Linked DNA regions of Mus musculus: all the other regions are linked to region 4. The links are chromatin contacts, called in public promoter capture Hi-C maps. All regions are on one chromosome and are shown on one strand. The core of a region is the stretch at or near the end of the contact, and the rest is flanking DNA. Distances in the headings are between cores, read along the strand shown.

Region 1 (3,185 bases), core at 495-2,994, 600 kb before region 4:
CTGTTAAGGTAAATCTATAGCACTCTAGGCAGGAAAAGAGAAAAGGCAGAAGGCTGTATCACACACAATCTATCAACTATGACAGTATAAGATCAAACTAAACTGCAGTAATAGTAATAGAGTAAGTCCTGGGTAGACCCTAGAACTGATTATTATATGAACATAGAATACTCAATCTACAAAAGAGAAGTGGGTAACAAAATCTGGAGATAATTTCTGAATGAGGGGAGAAAAGGCTAGTAAGAGAAGCTCACCAACTCTAAGAAATTGCTACCTAATCCTACACTGGTTTCAGGTACCAGTTTCTCTTAAGGAGTATTTAAAGGATTCAGAATGACAAGAAATACAGTCTTTCCAGTCAGATTTTCTCAGACAAGTGTTTTCTTGAGCCCATATTAATATATTATTCTATGTGAGCAACAACTCTACAACTTGAGCACCTCTGGATTCCATTACACCCATAAAAAAAAGGGAATTATTACTGGCGCTTTGAAGACATAAGGTAAATAAGAAAGTGTGTTTAGATTTTAGTATAAGAAGCAAAATCTCTTTAACACAAAGGCCATCACTTTCAGTCACCAAGTCTCAAGGCTCTTTGGGAATTCCTTCAGAAAGAATGGCTTTTCCAAGTACACCTTTAGCAATCCTTTGGTTCATAAGCTATGTCTGCTCCTGGACATCCAGAGATGTGCTTGAAATTAACTTGAACTCCATAGAACTTCAGAGAAAGGGACAGAGCGGGTCGCAAAAACCGTTTCCTTTCTAGTGCCAAAGAACATGCCCCAAAACTATGGCTGACTCCACATCTGTGATAATCCTCTCCCACCAGGCTAACCGAAAAAGGGCTTCATCAGGGATCCCGCCCGCCCCACGCCGCAGGGTTTCAAGGAGCAGCCCCAAAAGTACTATTGGTCAAGATTGTGCAAGACCTGACCAGAAGAACAACAGTTTAGACATTACTCTTACCCTCATGACGACTCACGTTTTCAAAATCACAGGTCCGGAACACATCACACCTGACTCGCCCCTGCCCTTACCTCATAACGAAAGCAAATGAACTGACAGCAAAACTGAGTAACTCACTCACTAGCTTTCTGAACACTACCCAAACTGCCCTAACTGCGGTGATGGGGTACCCGAGTACAAAGGCAAAAAGTGATCCCCAATATCCCCTTCTCTCCCTGCTGGAACTCTGCAAATTCCAAAACACAACTCGTAAACCACAAGAGGAAGAGCTGGGTGGCCGCTGTGTCCCTGGCTTAGGAGCAGGAGCACCAAGCAACCCAAAAAGCCGAGATGATTTGGGGGTGTGACCCGACCTACTCCCTCTTTCATCCCCACGGGAAGTCCCCAGAGGCCGGCCCCTTACTCACCAGACTAGAGAGCAGAGAGAGAGGCAGGAGACCAGGGCCAAGGCCCGCCGGTACTTCTTCATCTTCTCCTCCTTCTTCCCCCTGCCAGGAGGCGGCACATCCTCCCCACAGCAGCCACTGTCGAGGCCAAGATGGAGGAGCCGGAGCAGAAACGCGAGGATGGGACCGAGAGTCCGAAGAGCAGTGGGGCTTGGGGAGCGGTTCCGCAGCGGCTCGCGTCCCGGATGGCCTCCCCGAGAGGCCCACGGCAACGGGAATAGGGACGCTTCACAGGAGCGCTCGGGAGACTGCCGCCGCCGCCGCTCTGTCTGCCCGCTCGCCCGCGCCCGCCTCCTCCGGCCTTCGCCGCCACTGCCTCCCCATCCCCGCCCCGCCCGCCCGGGCCCTCGCTCCGTGCTGCCGGCGACCAACGGCCGCCGCGTACTCGCCTCTCAGCAGCCAATCCCCGGCCGGGCCAGCGCACCTCGCACTCCACTGAGCTGGGTGGAAGGAGACGCGTCACCCACGTCCCTCTCGGCTCGCGCTCCACAAGTCACAGCGCGGGCCACGCCCCCTCCGCTGACAAAGCTCCAAAACGCCACAACCGCCGCCCAACCTGCGCAGGTCCCACCCACTCGCTGGCGCTCGAACAGGAAGTCCTGTAACCCTCGGTCTTCCGCCTTTCAATGGCCTGCCCACTCTCGCTGGCACGCGCCGCCTCCGCGCACGGGTATCTGGGGCTTGTAGTCCTCCTGCCCGAACCCGCCTTTTTTTTTTTTCCTCCGTAGAACTCGCGGGTTTGGTTCTCGAGTTTTACACTTTCACTTCTCACCTTCAGACTGACTAGCTTTGTCATTTGTCATTGTTAAGTCTATAATTCTTCCTTGGAGCACAGTCATGGAACGGCCTGGAATGACTGGAGAGGGTCAGGAGAAAGCATGCTAATGCAATTTAAAAGTCGGTTTACCGGCAGTGGGTCGGGCTTACTGAGGTAGATGATGATTGGAAGGTAGAAAGAGGCGTGTCAACGTTTCCTCTCACATGATTGGCTGGGAAGGACTGAGCTTTTCTTTCACCTAAGTGAGAATTCCTACCTGCCCGCCAGATTCCTAAGATAGAGCTTTAGTGTTCTTTTTTGTTCTTTTAATTTCGGGCTGTGGGTTTGCTGCTGCAAGGCAGAAAAGACACTACGGACTCTCGGCGTCTGGAAGCAGAGAAAGCGAACTCCTACACATACTTGCTGTGAACAAGAAAAAAAAAAAGAAGTGGTGTTCACAGATGGAGACCCCAAAATCTGTAAAAAGCTGAGGCCCAGAATCCTACTTAGGGAGCGTTGGTGTGCAATCTCAGAATGCTTTGTGGCTACTGCCAGACATCTCTTCAAGTAGCTTACTGATCCTGAAAGACAGCAGTTGGAAGAGACTAGACTTTTGGCCTCTTAGTATAGCAGTTCCTTCCTCTAAGTCTCCCGTGTGCCTATTTAACATATCAAAGCAGAACTGGCTGCCACGTTCTCCCAGCATTCTTCAGTCTCTACCAGTTAGTTGCAGGATTCTTCTCATCAGCCCCTACTCCAAACTTCTCCAGCCCAGGGGCTGGGCAGCCATTCCCTCATGCACCCTTCCCTATATAATCCAGCCATTTTGGTTACCTGGCCCTTTTGGTCTGCCCTTTACCCTCCTGGCCTCTTGATCTCCTGGTCTCCTGGCTCTCCTTGCCTCCTCCACTTTCCTCACATGGCCCCTGCTCAGGTTCGTATTCACTCTGGACTCGTCCAGATGCCCCTGTCTCTGGCTATGTCTCCCTTGTATAAACCTCCTCTACCATGCCCAG
Region 2 (3,308 bases), core at 175-2,674, 560 kb before region 4:
AGAGGGAAAATAAACTATAAAGCCATCTTATTAACATCATAATCCCTATGGCTATTATTCATTTTTAAAGGCTAGGAGGCAGGTTTAACAGCATTTGACATAGCAGGCTATCAGGCTCCAGGTTTATCCATAGGGAGTCATACTACCCTGAGGTATCTCAGAAGAACACATGCCATTTTCTCCTAAACATTCCAGAGCAGAAACCTGATTCCTGTAGCAGCAGCATGATGAATGGACACATTTTTGTTTTCTTAAACTAATAGATGATGTAAAACTGTGGGAGAATAGTAAGAATGATCTTATGGTTAGAGCTCCCACCGCATAAAAACAGTGTTTGTGGTATGACATAAGTGTTCAGGAAATATAATCGTCTTTGTTTTCATATATATGGGTACCAGTCTATGAGTAAGTGCATGTATGTACACACACACACACACACACACACACACACACACGCTCCTTCTTATATCTTTCTCACCTTGTTCTTTTTTTTTAAGCAAGGTCTCTCACTGAATGTGTTGGCTAGGCTGCCTGGTCAGCAATTTCTAATAGTCTATCTGCTTGTCTCTACATCCCCAGTGTTAGGACTGCAGATATACACCACCTGGCTTTTTGTGTGGCTATAGCGATCTAAACTCAGGGCCTTGTGCTTGTGGGGCAAGCAGTTTACTGACTGACTGAGACCTCCTAACACCTCTTTAGAATTTTGTCCTTCCTCTTTTTTCTCCCAATATTAATTCTGGATTTTTTTAGGGGGCTTTAAAATGCCAAGAAAAGAAATGGGGATTCCCTTGGGTAACTTGGGGCCTCTGTGTTAAGTGGTTGGCAGCTTGTAGGAACAAGGCCACTCATGACTTCTTCATCGCAAAATCTCATTCAGATATGTGATTTCTGTCTTTAGCTGGTTTATTGATTCACTTTTGGTTTTCAGCCTGTGGTCAGAATGCAAAATACACGGGGAGAGAGAGGGGAGAGGAGAGAGAGAGAGGGAGAGGGAGAGAGAGAGAGAGAGAGAGGAGAGAGAGAGGAAGAAAAAGAGGAGGAGGAGGAAGAGGAGGAGGAGGCCGCTCTGCAGCAGCAAGTTAACATCTGTGACTCCAACACCCCTGCTGGAACTCTTGAGTTCCTAATTCTGCCCCTGAGGTGCAGACTGACCTTGAACTATACAGTTTCCGGTCAGAGTGTAGCATTTCCATCCATGGAGGTTCTTAAAGGATTACCTGGGGCCCCGTGGGACGCTGAGGGATGGGAAAGACAATGGGCACAGTAATCTAGGCCTGCTAGTCTGACAGACAGTCTCTGCATTGCCAAGACTGTGAAAACCCTGGGATCGCTTTCCCCTGAGAATCCTAAACCACTTAGGACCTGAAATCTTGACTACTCAGAATTTCCTGTTGCGGATCAGACTCAGCCCTGTGGGTGCTCACAGGAAAGGTGGTAGGATCAGGTAACAGCCACAAAAATGACCAAGGTCATAGACACTCTTTTATTGGCAGCAGAAGAGCTCAGCAGGGGTGGGGGTGGGGTGGGGGAGAAAGGAAGAAAGGAAGTGAGACCAAGGTCCTCACTTGGGGGAGGGACAACAGAGAGGGTGGAGGCAGGACAGAAAGCCCAGAATGTTTTTGGTTTTTTTTGGGGGGAGGGGGGGCTCAGTTCTTTACTTTTACTGATCCTTATAGGATACTTTGTTTTTAAGACCTTTCAGTTTTAAAAAAATTGTTACATTTGTGTGTGTGCATATGGTGTGCTCGCCTGTATGCCAGGTCACGTGTGGATGTCAGAGAGTTTATGTTACATGTGTGCCCATAGGTGTGGAGGTGTGAGGGCAACATCCAGTATCTTCGTCAATAGCTCTCTGCTTTCTTTATCTAGGCAGAGTCTCTTAGTTAAACCCAGAGGTCACTAACGAACTAGCCTAGCCAGTCAGTTTGCTTTAGGGATTCCCCTGAATCCTCTCTTAAATGGTGGGCTTACAGGTGGCTGCCATACCTATGCAGCATCCTTTGTGAGTTTCAGGTCATTCACCCCAATTTCACCCTGTCTCCATCTCTTCAGATCTGCCCTCTGCCCTTGCAACCTCCCCTCCAACAAAAATAAAAACAAAACAAAACAAAATAAAAATAAACAAAACAAGATTATGGTGTGTCACATACAGTGTGTCCCACAGTACACTCCTCTGTCCACACATCTTTATTTGCAAATGTTCATTGCAATGAGTCATGGATTTGGTTCAAGGCCTCTGACTTCTGCTACATCATCCCTACTGGGTCCTCACCGGTCTTCTCTCTGATCTCCTGTTGTTGCCTTGTGCCATGCAGATCCTGCAGCCTTGGATCTACGGGACCAGCAGTTCACAGATGAGGTGGTATGTTGAGTTGGGCCAACCCAAAGCCCTGGATCTGGGTCTGGGTCATAGCTGAGTTGGTCAGCCCTCCAGCCCGCACACCACCAGGCTGACACAGTTTGTATGTGGAAATTTGAACTCTGGTCTTCGTGCTTTCCAGGCAAGAGCTTTATCCACTAAGCCATCTCTCCAGCCCTGTCCTCACATTCTAAAGCCTCCTCATTTTTAAGCTTCCATTTTAAAAGTTTCTAAATGTCCAAGAACTTGTTTTCACATCATGTCTCTTGATGTTTACTGAAGATGTATTGGAGGGGAAAAAAAGATGCCATGGGGAAGAACGAGAAGGAAAGCACGTGGGCAGAGTTAAATAAGGGAAGCACAGAGCAGAGGGACGTGGCAGGTAAGAGCCTTTAGAGGGGGTCCCTAAGCCAAGCTGGTCATTTTAGAGGACACTCGGGGGGTGGGGGGAGATGATATCTGAGCTAGTCCATGGACTAGTGGCTATCAGCCAGGCAAGTGGAGGAAAGGATATTTCCCTTCGAAGGAAGAGGATGTGTTTAGTGACGTAAGAGAAGGTACTACAAAGAGGACTGAGTGAAGCTGGAATTTGATCAGAGAGGGAATTTGATCAGGGTGGCCTGGGTCAGCAGGGGCAAACTGGAATCCCCCTGTGAGCCATGCTAAGGAACTTGAAGTTCTTGGGGCTGCCATGATGTAAATGAGGAACTACTGACATCTTGTAAGCAAATATTAGCCCTGTTAGAACTTGAGAGAACATTCAAAATAGTAGTAATAGGAACAGAAGTTGCTATTCATTGCACACTTCTTATCTACCAGGCTATGGTTTAGACATTTTTCCTAATATGTGTTGGTGTCACAGAAGCCTTGCCCTAAATCACATAGTAGTACTAAGGTATGAGAGCAAGGTACAAACCACATCAGACTTCCACCACCAACCTTGCTC
Region 3 (3,423 bases), core at 731-3,230, 980 kb before region 4:
TATCCTGGGCAATGCTATCATTGGATGTGTCTAGATTAAAACTCCACAAGGTTTCTAGCAAATGATTCTGGCATTCTATAAGACAGGTAATATTTTTGTTTTAACTGATGAGCAGGCTTATGTATAAAGAACAAGGGACTTCTTCATTTTTGTGCTTAATTTGTATTGTGATAGCAGGAGGAAAAAGCTTATATTTGTGGGTGAAGGTCAGAGTATAAGCTGAGGTTGGGGACAAGGTACCGGAAATACCTTTTAAATGATAGGCCATTTAAAAGGGAAATAACTTTTATTTTATTTTATCCTATTTTATTGTATTAGATATTTTCTTTATTTACATTTTGAATGTTATCCCCTTTCCTGGTCTCCCTCCAAAAACCCCCTCTTCTTATCCCCTCCCCCTCTCCCTGCTCACCAACCCACTCCCACTCCCACTTTCTGGCCCTGGCATTCCCCTACACTGGGACATTGAGCCTTCACAGGACCAAGGCCTCTTCCTCCATTAATGACTGACTAGGCCATCCTCTGCTCCATATGTAGCTGGAGCTATGAGTCCCACCATGTGTACTCTTTGGATGGTGGTTTAGTCTCTGGGAGCTCTGGGGGTACTGGTTAATTCATATTGTTGTTCCTCCTGTGGAGCTGTAAACCCTTCAACTCCTTGGGTCCTTTCTCTAGCTCCTTCATTTGGGACCCTGGGCTCCTTCCAGTGGATGACTGTAAGCACCCACATCTGTATTTGTCAGGCACTGGCAGAGCTTCTCAGGAGACAGCTATACCAGGCTCCTAGCTGCAAGCACTCACAAACCACATGAAACTCAAAAAGTAAGACCAAAGTGTGGATGCTTCAATCCTTCCTAGAAGGGTGAACAAAATACCCATGGAAAGAGTTATACAAACAAGGTGTGGAACAGAGACTGAAGGAATGACCAGCCAGAGACTGCCCCACCTGGGGATCCATCCCATAGACAATCACCAAACCCAGACACTATTGCGGAAATAACTTTTTAAATGATAGTTTTATTTCTACTCAGTGTTAGAATTGGAATTTGGTTCCAACATGGTCCAAGTTTGAGAAAATTGACCATCATGTTATTTACTAATGTTTGCTAAATTCTAGTAATATATTTGCAGGTCTTTTTAAAAAATATATTTATTTTATATTTATACATTTTTGCCCACATATATGTATGTGTATCATGTGTGTCTGATCCCTTGAGGGTCAGAAGATGGAGTTGGATTCCCCGGCACTGGAGTAATAGGCAGTTGTTAAACACCACACTGTGGCTGGGAACTAGACTTCGATCCTTTGCAAGAGGAACGCATGCTCTTACTTGCCAAGCCATCTCTCCAGCCCCCAGCTGCAGCTTTATTTCAAGTCTATTTCAGAATAAACACATTTTGTAACTGGGAATTGTGTGTGTGTGTGTGTGTGTGTGTGTGTGTGTGATTATAGCTTTGATTTGATGTTTTAAAACTCCCACCTAGGTGCGATTGACAAAACTCGTGTATCTCTAAAATGGTACCTATGTGAAGTCTGCAGTGTGATGACTTCACGAGAACCGTGTTGTTTAAACCACGCATCCTCACTCTTCAGCTCCTCACCTCTCTGACTTACCCAGTCGTTATATCTGCAGTAGGACAAAACTTAGTTTTAGATTTTATTTAGTCTTATAAGTTGTTTTCTTACTTGGAAATAATTTGGAATGCATAGCGTCTTACAGCAGCCGAGGCTGGCTGTGCATGCACACAGTACTTCCTCTTGCTTGAGGAAAGACTTTTTTCCTTCTGAACTTCCCTTGTAGTGGCTTCTGTCCCCCCTCCCGTGTTTCTGTTGGCTCTAAGCCTTCTCATTCCTTTGTATGTTTGGCCTGGTGCCACGATGACAGCGAGTGCTTAGCAGTGTTCCAAAGGAAAACTCCACCTCCTACACCCACGGGGCTAATTACTATAAAACATGACATTGCATCGTTCATCCATCACTTGTGGGTATCTGCTTTCCCCAGTTCTCATTCCATCAGAGAACGAGTTCTAGCCTCATGGAGGAAATGCCTTTGAGAGAATCAAGTCCTCAAAGGGCAGAGAGGTGCAAGAAGTCATGGCTCTTGTGCATAGTGGCTCTGTTACTGATGTTGCTCTGTTCTTTGGGTACACTGATCTATACTTCACTCAAGGTAAGGTGGTCATAGAGTCTACAGCTGCTAATTATATCATATAAAGGTTATTTATTTGTTAGTCTGGTTATTATCACTGCCATTCAGCATTGCTAGAGGTAGTGGGAAGGAAGACATTTGACAGTACAAACAGTGTAAGCAATTTAAGCCTTGTAATGACATGGCTCTTCAAATGTGTTTTTATTCATCGAATGTTTTAAGACAAAAGACACTAGAAAATACTATATATTCTCTGTAGGTGTGAGCTAGATAGAACTACATGTTTAAACTGAGCCTTTAGGTGTCTGTGGAAGTTCTTTTGTCCTTCCTGGGACTCTACTAGAACCTTCTTGATTGGCAAAGAAAAGACCTGAACCATGGTACTAATCTTCGGGTAACCCCAGACAAGCTGTAGTCTCATTGGGGGAAGAGATACAAAACAGTAATGGGGGACAGTGACAGGAAGCAACTGCATGCTGAGGAAGGGCATGGTGTCAAAGTAGAAAAAAAGGAAATCCTGGGTTCCAGTTCTAGATTAGCCTCCCCATAACCAGCTGTGCAAATTTGAGTAAGTTGTATCGTTGTTCTGATTCTAGTTTTTAGGTCTGCAACATGGTGATAAGGGAATGGCTCTGTTTACTTGGCATCCTGCTAGCTGTAATTATAGCGCGCAGTAATTGACCTAGGAGAAGGATAAACCATATAGTTGTGGTTTATGAGGGGAATAACTTTGGGCTTGGGTGACCAGGGAAGGCTTCATGGAGGAGGGAGGAGCACATGTCTGTTTGGGAAGCCCCTGATGGTTATCAGGAATTTCCCATTGAACTCTAGTGTAAATTGTGGGTCTAGATGGGATATGAACTGGAAATGTATATCAATTAGGTTTTTCTAGAAGTGTTCTCTCATACAGAACAGCCAGGGCTGCAGAGAGAGAGAGAGAGAAAAAAAAACAGCAAAAACCAAACCAAAACAAACAGACAAAAAAAAAAAAAAACAACAAAACAAAACAAAACAAAAAAAACCAAAAAAAGCATTGACCAGAAAAGCCAGAAAGGAATCAAATATTAAATAAGACATTATATAATTCAAGGGTTGGCCTATTTATATTAAAATATACTAAATCTTGGGCAGAATTAAATGACGCATAGCTGTGTAAGAAAGGGTTGTGATGTGAGCCCAGGAACATTTTTCTAAAGAGACCAACCAGAGATGGTCTTAAAGGTATGGTTCTATATTGGCAAGATATTGAGAAAAGATGCAGGAGGAAGTAATG
Region 4 (3,200 bases), core at 111-2,610:
GGGGGGAGGCGGCGCATGGCATAGAAAGAGTGCAAGAGAGATGCTGGTCAGTTCTGAGATGGTGCAGGAATGACAAGGCACCTGAACATCGCAAGTCCACGGTCATCCCTGGAGGTCTCGGGTTTTCAGTCATGCCTGAGCAGTGAATGGGTGCACACTCATAAACACACCACCGTTTATTCTTCAGCTCCCAAGGCGAATGGTAGGCAAGCATCTCCCCGTAAGCCTTCACCACAGGGATTTCGGGGTTCACACACCCCGCCTCCCCTGCTCGGGGCAGGCGATGACTGTTTCAAACAGTGTAAGCCTTCACCACAGGGATTTCGGGGTTCACACACCCCGCCTCCCCTGCTCGGGCAGGCGATGACTGTTTCAAACAGTGTAAGCCTTCACCACAGGGATTTCGGGGTTCACACACCCCGCCTCCCCTGCTCGGGCAGGCGATGACTGTTTCAAACAGTAAACAGCTGAGATGAGAGTCAGGGACAGGGGATGGGGGGCCGGGGCGGCGGGGGGGTGGGGTGGGGGAGAGGGGGGTGTGGACGAAGAAGGAGGGGTACATCCCGGCTGAGAGCTTCCAGGAGAGTGACAGGGAAAGGAGAGGGGTGTTGAGAAAGAGAACTGGCGACTGGAAAGCACCAGGCTGCGCTTCCAGGCTGCCAGGGGCTGGCGCGCACCAAGCCAGCGAGGGAAGTGGATCCCAGGGCGTACCCCGACTCCCCCACCGAGGGTGGGGAGGAAATGGCTTTGTATGGCAGGATGAAAGGCAGACAGGGGGTCACCACCGGGTAGAGAATGCTGGGGCGAAGGATGCTCAGAGCAAGGAGGACCCCGCCCGCTCTAGAAACACTAGTGCTCTGCCTCCAATCCGCTGCAGCCTCTAGTCCACCCTCGGGGCTCCCCACACCGTTCCATGTTCCAACGGCCTGAAGCACGGGGCTCCCCCCACCCCCACGGACGCGCCCCCACCGCGCTCCCGGTGCGCTCACCTGCCCACGAAATTCTCGAGCACTGAGCTCTTGCCGGCGCTCTGGCCGCCCACCACGGCGATCTGTGGCAGCTCTAGCAGACAGCTCTGTCCCAGAGCCGAGAAAGCGTCCTGCAGACGGTTCACCAGAGGGATCAGCTCTTCCATCTCCCGGTTCCCCATCTTGCCTGTGCGGCCAACTGCCCCACAGGTCCCTGTTCGACTGTGTGACCTGGCAGGCAGCCCAGGCCTCGAAGCACTTGTCCCGGTTGTCGCTGTGCGGGGCTCACACGGCGGAGTCCCTGCACCGATGTCCGATCCCTGCCTCCCACTGCTAGGATCCTGACAGCTCACAGCCCACGACGCGCTTGCGCAGCCCAGAGAGGCGAAGGAGGCGTGGCCTGGTCCTGAGACGGTCACGCCCACACCACGCCTCTCGCCCTGCTTCTCCCTAGAGTTTCCAATCCTACTGGCCTACGGTTGGACTGCCTCCCAGCTTCAGTCAGATGCCACTGCCCAGGCTAAAGGGCAGAGTACTGCACTTGGTCAAGGAAAAGCCTAAAATCACACCCAACAGGAATTGTTGTTCCTTTTGAAGGAGCTAAACCACACAGACGAAGCCTAGAGGAAAGCACTACCATCTACCATCAGCTAACAGCACGTTGACATCAGCTTCACCATGCACCACCACCACTGTACGCACCAGAATACATTTCCCAAAAGGAAATCTCACATTTCACCCCCTACTCCAAAACCCCAGATTGCTGTGGGATGCAGAGATAAACTGGCCTTTTAGAGTCAATCCCCATTAGAAAACTGGGTTACCTGACCTTATTGAAGTACTCATCATTACCAGCCTGTCCTACTCTACCTTCTGTAAGCTAAAGTGTAGTTCCTTGAACCTTTCTGTTCCCTACTCCTACCATACTCATTCTGGCTTTTAGAATTCCTTGCCTGAGCTAACTGTCCTTTTAGCTCCTGGTCAGGACAAAGAGATTGGCTGTTGAGTCCATTGTAACCACGCAGTCTGCACTCGATCCGTTAAATTTAGCACACTGAGAAGAGTCTGTGCCCGGAGATGGAGACACGAAGATAAATGGCCATGGTTCTTCACCTCCTTATCGTGGTCCTGTTTCCTGTGCATTTTGAATACTGATACCTCTCAGGATTTAGTGCGCAATATTTACTTGTCCTGCACATCTTCCATCTGATGATTGCCCAATGGCTTTAAGTAACCTAAAGACTAGAGACTACATAGGAAAATGTGTTGCATCTCTAGCACCCTGGGGTCTTCACTGTCACTTAGGCATCACCATTGCACTATTGCCCTTCTAGGACAACAGTGAACCAAGTCTGAGCCTGCCCCACGTTTCCTAGGCTCGGTGGCTCTCTGGATATGCTATATGATAGCTGAGTCAGTCTTTCACTTTTCATGCCTGCAAAACCAGTACCACATGGAGTACAGAGCCATGCTTTGCTGCCGGTTTGGGATGGAAACTTTGGACCACTATTGCAGCAACCTCTACGCACTGACCCTGAGGAGCTGGTGGCAGGGACGTCTGTGGCAGAAGAGGGTGGAGGCTGGTCATATTGCATCTATAGTCAGAAGGCAGAGTTAAACGGATGCTGATCATCAGCTACCTTTGTCCTTCCTAGGCAGTCAGAAATCTCAGAAATCCCAACACGTGGAGTAGTCCCACCTTAACTAACCTAGCTAAAGACACGCCCAGAGGTTTGTTTCCATGGTGATTCTAGATCCTTCCAAGGTCAATGTATTTGATATAAAGAAATGATTATGGTTAAATAAAGTCATAATGGTGGAACTCTAGTTTGAAAGAGCTAGTGTTCCTGTAATAAAAGACACCAGAGACCCAGCCCCATCTGCCATACAAAGACACAACAAGATGGCAGCCATCTTCCAAGCAGAAAGATGGCCCTCACCAGGACAGATCAGCAGACATCTTGACCTTAAACTTCCCAGCCCTGAGAACACTGGATAAAAGTGTCTTTTAAAGTTATGCAGACAATGGCATTTTGTTATACGATTCAAGCTTACTGCAGATGTAGGGTGTATTTAAAGGAACCTGTGATGGAAACCAGGGAGCAATGACTGCCTCTGCAGAGGGTCATGGATAGCATCTAAGAAGACATGGTCCTTGCTGGGTTCCTCCTGTACACCACTACACTACACGCTGTATAAGCTGAGGACACTAGCCCACGTCCAAAGTGTTTT

The links. Promoter capture Hi-C pulls out the DNA fragments that hold promoters and counts their contacts.
Region 1: a promoter capture Hi-C map of hippocampal neurons shows a contact between it and region 4, with 4 times the contacts expected there. The contact joins the promoter of Suco here to the promoter of Dnm3 in region 4. A contact is called at or near these places in 2 of 39 promoter capture datasets (hippocampal neurons and liver), 2 of 484 Hi-C or Micro-C datasets (cerebellum and rod photoreceptor) and 2 of 115 datasets of contacts at active chromatin or transcription factors (astrocytes and cardiomyocytes).
Region 2: a contact with region 4 is called in a promoter capture Hi-C map of embryonic stem cells, with 2.5 times the contacts expected there. The contact joins the enhancer-like site here to the promoter of Dnm3 in region 4. A contact is called at or near these places in 7 of 39 promoter capture datasets (the 3T3-L1 cell line, 3T3-L1-derived adipocytes, cranial neural crest and 3 more) and 1 of 115 datasets of contacts at active chromatin or transcription factors (embryonic stem cells).
Region 3: a promoter capture Hi-C map of the HPC-7 cell line shows a contact between it and region 4. The contact joins the promoter of Tnfsf18 here to the promoter of Dnm3 in region 4. A contact is called at or near these places in 4 of 39 promoter capture datasets (the HPC-7 cell line, embryonic stem cells and hippocampal neurons).

What each region holds. Positions count from the first base shown.
Region 1 is chr1:161,874,938-161,878,122 of GRCm38.p6, forward strand. Suco (SUN domain containing ossification factor) reads right to left here and starts at 1,745. Exons shown (of 24, transcript NM_001357402.1): 1 at 1,374-1,745. The coding sequence starts at 1,435.
Region 2 is chr1:161,917,562-161,920,869 of GRCm38.p6, forward strand. No RefSeq gene overlaps it. Among named protein-coding and RNA genes, the nearest start is that of Gm31925, 23 kb to the left of the region's middle. Within about 2 kb of position 1,425, at least 27 of the 459 cell types and tissues checked have an H3K27ac peak or open chromatin away from gene starts, as enhancers often do. A contact at or near this core is called in embryonic stem cells, where this site is marked.
Region 3 is chr1:161,492,677-161,496,099 of GRCm38.p6, forward strand. Tnfsf18 (tumor necrosis factor (ligand) superfamily, member 18) reads left to right here and starts at 1,981. Exons shown (of 3, transcript NM_183391.3): 1 at 1,981-2,171. The coding sequence starts at 2,037.
Region 4 is chr1:162,476,674-162,479,873 of GRCm38.p6, forward strand. Dnm3 (dynamin 3) reads right to left here and starts at 1,361. Exons shown (of 21, transcript NM_001038619.2): 1 at 990-1,361. The coding sequence starts at 1,150. Gm31985 (a long non-coding RNA gene) reads left to right here. Exons shown (of 3, transcript XR_373653.3): 1 at 1-202.